2 separate regions of the Mus musculus genome follow, and region 2 is linked to region 1. The links are chromatin contacts, called in public HiChIP or PLAC-seq maps. All regions are on one chromosome and are shown on one strand. The core of a region is the stretch at or near the end of the contact, and the rest is flanking DNA. Distances in the headings are between cores, read along the strand shown. Region 1 holds the start of Sdccag8 (serologically defined colon cancer antigen 8). Region 2 has its middle 11 kb from the start of Gm29856.

Evidence for each region. HiChIP or PLAC-seq counts read pairs in DNA pulled down with a chosen protein or histone mark.
Region 2: an H3K27ac HiChIP or PLAC-seq map of microglia shows a contact between it and region 1, with 4 times the contacts expected there. The contact joins the enhancer-like site here to the promoter of Sdccag8 in region 1. A contact is called at or near these places in 5 of 39 promoter capture datasets (the C10 cell line, the HPC-7 cell line and liver), 1 of 484 Hi-C or Micro-C datasets (pre-B cells), 7 of 115 datasets of contacts at active chromatin or transcription factors (astrocytes, bone marrow-derived macrophages, embryonic forebrain and 4 more) and 1 of 9 other capture datasets (adipose tissue).

The regions. Positions count from the first base shown.
Region 1 is chr1:176,812,920-176,816,086 of GRCm38.p6, reverse strand. It overlaps Sdccag8 (serologically defined colon cancer antigen 8), which reads right to left and starts at 1,427. Exons shown (of 18, transcript NM_029756.3): 1 at 1,032-1,427. The coding sequence starts at 1,098. It also overlaps a transcript of Cep170 not described here.
Region 2 is chr1:177,466,165-177,468,900 of GRCm38.p6, reverse strand. No RefSeq gene overlaps it. Among named protein-coding and RNA genes, the nearest start is that of Gm29856, 11 kb to the right of the region's middle. Within about 2 kb of position 1,395, at least 70 of the 459 cell types and tissues checked have an H3K27ac peak or open chromatin away from gene starts, as enhancers often do. A contact at or near this core is called in bone marrow-derived macrophages, memory CD8 T cells, microglia and 1 more, where this site is marked.

The DNA.
Region 1 (3,167 bases), core at 178-2,677:
AAGTCTTTAGTGAAATCTTTCTAAGTCCCACATTAACTTGCCCATCTCTCCTTCCTTCTTTTCCACACACCAGACAAGCATTCTAATACTAAGCCACATTCCCAGCCCCTAGCACACATTTCTTGCTACAGATTTCTTAACTTCTGAAAATAAATCAGTCTTATGTTCATTATTCTTTTGGTTAACTTGTTCTCCATAATAATCATGTTGTAGTTGACACCACGAATTCACTATAACAAAGTCTCAAGTTTCCGGAGATTTCACATGTGGTCAAAAGAACAGAGCTAGCTAGCTATGAGTATGGAGAGCACTTTGCCAGATAATTATTCTTCTGGTTCTTTGCTCAGAAAACTTGAATTAACTAAGCTAGGCTTCGATTATAGTAATTATTACTTGATTAATAAGAAAGGCATAGGCTTTGAAGGTGGATAGGCCTGAATTCTGTACATGCCTTTGCCGCTACCAACCAGCTGTGTGAGTTTTGGCTTTGGTTTCCTGACCAGTAAAATGGAGTCATTAGTGAGATAAAGTTTTAAATACTTTGCTATATGAAAATAATGTAGATCAGTAGATATTGTATTATTTCAAATAACTATTAGTGTTTTCTTTCTGGACTTATACGTCAGATTTGCTATACTACACCAGAATTTGCATGTGTAAGAAATATAAATAAGGAATTTATTGAATTAAACAGCAACAGTATGGCAACAGGGTAAAAGTGGCATGGAGCTGCCCATGAGTTTGTGCTGGCACTGGTTGATAAGACACTTAAATCAAGATGTAGGTTCCTTGTTGGGTCAGGTAACCAACCACAAGGATAAGGATAATGCTGCTTAATCCTAAAAACAAAACTAAAAGATTTCATCCATAAGGTCAGAGCAACATCGGTCGTCTTCCTCCACAGCCTGGCTAGTGCTCAAGGAAAGTCTCTGGAAAAAACAAAACAAAACAAAAACAAAAAAACAAAAAACAACCCACTATTGCCCGTGGTACCTAAGAGCTACTAGGCACTGAGATTCGGAGCAACTCACCCCGGAGACTCCGTTGGTATTGCCCCAGACTGTCCTCCAGGGTAGAGTTCCCTGGGGACTTCGCCATGGGGTCAGAGATGGGAGTTATGCGGGAAAGTATCCAGTGCACCCCTCCGAGGACAGGCCTAGCGCTGGGGATGAGGGGATGCCTGCCTGCTTCCTGTCGCTGCTGTCACTAGGGAACCAGGAACCCCGGACCGAGCTCCTAGGGGCTCTTCCTACCCCCTGGCCCTCATGGTGAACGTCGGGAATTGTAGTTCTCAGGCTTAAAGCCTGCAGCCTCGAGAGTCCTATGAGCCTTCCAGCTATACTACGCTTCCCAGAGGGCTATGCGCTCGGAGCGCCACTCCGACAGTTTAGCGGCCTGAGGCTGTTGCCAAGAGACGGGTTGGCGCGCCGCGCCCTTTCCCTTTTGCATCGCTTGGATTAGTCCCGCTGTCCTGCCATCCTCAGCCAGCTGGATAGACTCGCTGACAGAACCGGCCCGGTGAAGGACTTAAGACTCTTCAAAACGGGCCGGTGTGGAGTTGATCCCTGAGCCCTCGCAAGCATTCACTGCAAACTCGGTTTTAGTTAGGAGTTCTGTCAAAACTGTTTTTCTCTAGAAAATGAAGTGTAAATCTTCCAAACAGCCAAACTGTGAAAGTGACGGACACTGCAACTCCTAGCCTGCTCAGAGCCCCGCCCTCCGCGTGGAGTTGGCGCGCTGCCCGCTGGGAATCGTAGTCCTGGTTGGTTGCGGTCCCACTCCAGCCAAGCGGCTCTTTATTGTTCAAGACTGTCTTGAGGGCACGCCTGCGCAGTGGGCAGCTGCGAGAGCGTGTGGGTGAGACCCTCTGCAAAGCCCCCTTTCATTGTCTGGGTCTGGCGCCTGCGCAGTGAGGCATCGCTGGGCCCTGGCTGGAGGAGGGAGAGGACCTGGCTCGCTGCCCTTTGCGAGGCGCCTGCGCACTGAGCTGCCGTTCGCTGCCGTTCCCGCTATGTGTGGGGCGTGTGTGGAATAACGTTATTGCCCAGCGGAACCGAGGGGCCCCCAGCTCCACGGCGGCGGCGACGACGACGACGACAACGGCGAGGGGGTGGGGGGAGGACAGCGTGGCAGAGACAGACGGGACGCGCCGCGCCCCGCCTCCCGGTCCGGTCCCTCTCTGCGGTGAGGGGTAAGTGATGCGCTCGGGGTCGGCATGGCCCGGGATTCTGCACATCCATAGCTCCGGCGGCCGGGGCCGGGGCCTGGGCGCGGCCCGCGGCGGGATGGAGTGCGGGCCTGGAGGGCGAGGGGCGCCACCGGGACGCCCCGCGCGGCCGCCGCCCTCCCGTCCCCTCCCTCCCCTCCCCCATGGGCTGCGGCCGGCTGCACAGGGCCGGCTTCCCTTCAGTGCGCCCGGTCCTCTTCTGTTCACTCCCGCTTTGTGTAGCCGCCGCCTGAGCTGCCTGGGAACGCTGCGGGCGGAGCGTCTAAGGAATGGCTGCGCTGCCGCTGGGCAAGGGAGTTTTCCAGGGCGCCCATCCCTTTTGTAGGGTTGGTTTCGGGGTGTGAGGAGGGTGGCGGCGGTGAGGAGGGGGTGACGGACGACTAGCCTTCAGATGGCGTTGGGAGGGCGTGGAAGACGTGCTGTCACGCAGGCTGCCGGGCGACAGCACACCACGTAGCCTCCAGCTCGGTAGTAAACCCACGGGAGGAGCGAGTGGCTTCCTGTGGGCTTCATTGTCCCAAGATTCAGTTGTTGGGTTTGGGTCTAGTTCACTTCCATTTTTATTCAAGGGAGAGAGAGAGAGAGAGCAGCTGCGTGACATGTACGGGAAGACAAGGAATTGTGTCCTAAGTCATATGATCTCTGTTTTCTGATTTTGAGTATAAACTGTCGTCCTGACCCCCATCCCCAAAGAGTATAAAGACAGGCTGTACAGGCTAGAGTCCCAAGTCTGCCAAGCTGATCAATTTAAAATTACTAGGTGACAATGAGGGCTGGGTTTAGGTAGGGCCTGACAGCGAAGCTGTTGTTTAGCAGGGAAATGAACCAGCAGAATTATTTTTTCCACTGGGTGGGTAATGCGTTCATGTTCCTAAGGGAATACATTAGGATCTGCTTAAAGCAAACAACAACAACAAAAACATAGGCCACCTATGTTTTA
Region 2 (2,736 bases), core at 146-2,645, 650 kb before region 1:
ATACAGAGGGAGCACGGGAGGCTGGCAAGGGCAGCAGAATGTCTCTCCAGGCCAAGCCTGGGAAAGCACTGACCTCCACACTCTATGGTTCCTATCTTCCACCTCTCTCCCTTCCCTCCAGGTCGGGATGCTGGCAGGAAGCAGCCTGTGGGTGGTGTGGAAGGTGTGGAAGCTGTGACAGTAATACCAACAGTAGCTGTAGTAATAGCTGGCACCTTCCTGGAGGATCGCTGTGTGCCAGGCATGGAGCCAAGCCCCTTCTCACCTCCCCCTCAATTCCAAGAAAGGGGGATGGAGGGATGGAAGGGTTCTGCTTCAGAAGCTAGGCCTGTGAGCGGCCTCCCGGAGATTGGGGGACTACATGGATGATGTCTGAGCCCCACCACCAGACCTTCCTAAACCCACCTCCCTGAGACCTCTGTTAAGTTTGTGCTTCCGAGAACAACCAAGTCAGTGGGAAATACACAGAGCGTGATACACATACCAGAAAGACTCCAGCATGGAAGAGGCTGACTCTTTCTCAGATTGGAACCTGCCCCATGAACCTCAAATCTACATTGCCATAGAAAGCAAGCAACCCCCCCCCCACACACACACACCCCAGCTCACAATGTGTTGAACATCAATTAAATGTAAACTGAGTCCTAAACACAAAAAGGAGATGCAGTAAGGCTGAGTTTGCTGGCCAGGATTTGTCTAGATGGGAGCCTAGCTTCTGTTAGAAGGCACGGACAAGCTTTGGGTACTCCAGAGCATATGCATAGTCAGAATAATTGATGGTAGTTTTCTCCATCAAACACAGGATGGTCTCAGTGGCCTCAGTGGATCCCTGATCCATGGACGATGTGGGGCATAGCCATCTCGTTTACCACTCTGAGTAGCACCAAGAGGCAGGAAGCACATTAGGAAACAAAACAAAACAACAACAAAAACCAAAACCAAATCTCAAATCCATACTACAACCCAGTTGTGTGACTGTAGATCAGTCACTTCTCATCCCTTATCTGAGCCTGAAATTTGACTAAGTTGAAACCCCGATTTGTGGCTTTCAAAGGTGACCCTCTTTAGTCATTCAAATCTGAATTTCTGGGTCATCAAATCGAGGCAAAAGAAACTGGTACCAGGCTTCTTCTAGATTCAGCATCAGTCACCACTCATACTATGGGTTAGGGTATTTGTGAGGCTCTGGGGGAAAGTCAGGCCGTTAAGAACTGTACAGTAGGGGCATGAACCCAGTGTAGGGGGAGGAGGGATCTGTTGCCAAGGGGGAGTGGGCTGCAAAGCAGAGTGAGCAAGACACACCAAGAGGAAAGGACAGTTCAGCTTGGGTTTTCTCGAGCCAGGCGATGCCAGCTTTCTCAGAACGTTTGCTGGGTAAGTGATGTAAGAGAGAGAGAGAGCTACCACCACAGAGATCAGCTAAGCAAGCACTCGAGGTTCAGGCCCTCGGCCCACCCACCTCATAGCTCATTGCCTTTACAGCAGCTATGCTGGTCCTCAGGCACCAGGAAAAGACGTCGACTGAATGTTCCAGGTCAGTGGAGAGGGTCCCTCTAAGGACAGATCCCTGGGGACAGAAGCCGCAGGTGGAGTGGCAAAGAGAAGTAAAAGCTGACAGGCACAGCTGAGCCCAGGGGAAGTACCAGCCGGAAAGGGGTGAGGCCAAGCAAGAGGAAGAGCTGGCACATCTGGATACTCACGAGGTGCCAAACCCTAGACCCATACACACCCTGCTCATATTATCTTTAATTCTTTCAAGAGATCTGTGAAGTCTGTATTGCTAGATCTACTTTAGAACAGAAAACCACAGCTCAGGCACTGGGAAACATCATGAACAACAAGAATCTGGGAAATGGAAGGAAGGTCTGGGATTTGAACCCAGATTCTGCCAATATTCTTCCCACCTCCCTGGGCTGTCTCCTGGGGAAGGACAGTATGGAGACTCAGGTCAGAATGGTGTATGATTCTAGTGCTTCCACCCTGCCAGCCACCCGACTGCCCCACTACTCCAAGTACATTGACTGACTGGATCTATAATCCAAACACTTCTGTGCACCCCTTGCTCTGGTGAGAACTTAGCCAGTCCCCTACCTTCTGTCCCAGCATTGATCTCCAGCACTGTAGATGTGCCATTGCTACCTATCTGCTTCCACAAGAGAACGAGGACTTCTTCTGGAATGTACATGGAAACGACTCCCCTTGCTCCAGAGACCCTATAAGAGCTGACCTCATCCAGCACCCAGAACACACTCAGTCTTCAGCCCTCTGTCAGGGGTTAGACGGTGACTTACTAAAAGATAGATCTTCATTAGCACCCAGACCCTGTGAGTGCTTCCTTACTTAGAAAAGGGGTCTTTGCAGATACAACAAACTCTAGGATACTGTCACAGCCTTGAGTCCAATGGTCAGTTGTCCTCAGAAGAAGCAAAAGGAGAGACAGCATTGGTTAGGAACAATGAAGGTTAAACTGCAGCCACAGGAACATCGGAAACTGGAAGTGAAGAGTCAGGAAGTTTCCTCAATGGAGCTTCTGCAGGGAGCATGGCTGTACCAACAATCAATCTCTCTCTCTCTCTCTCTCTCTCTCTCTCTCTCTCTCTCTCTCTCTCCTTCCTTCCTTCTTTCTTTCTTTCTTTCTGTATTTATTTTGCACTCTAGCACTATAAGACAATGTGTTTTAGTCACCAAGTTTGTGGACATTTGTTCTCAGGTTCTGAGATAATTAAACACCCTCTT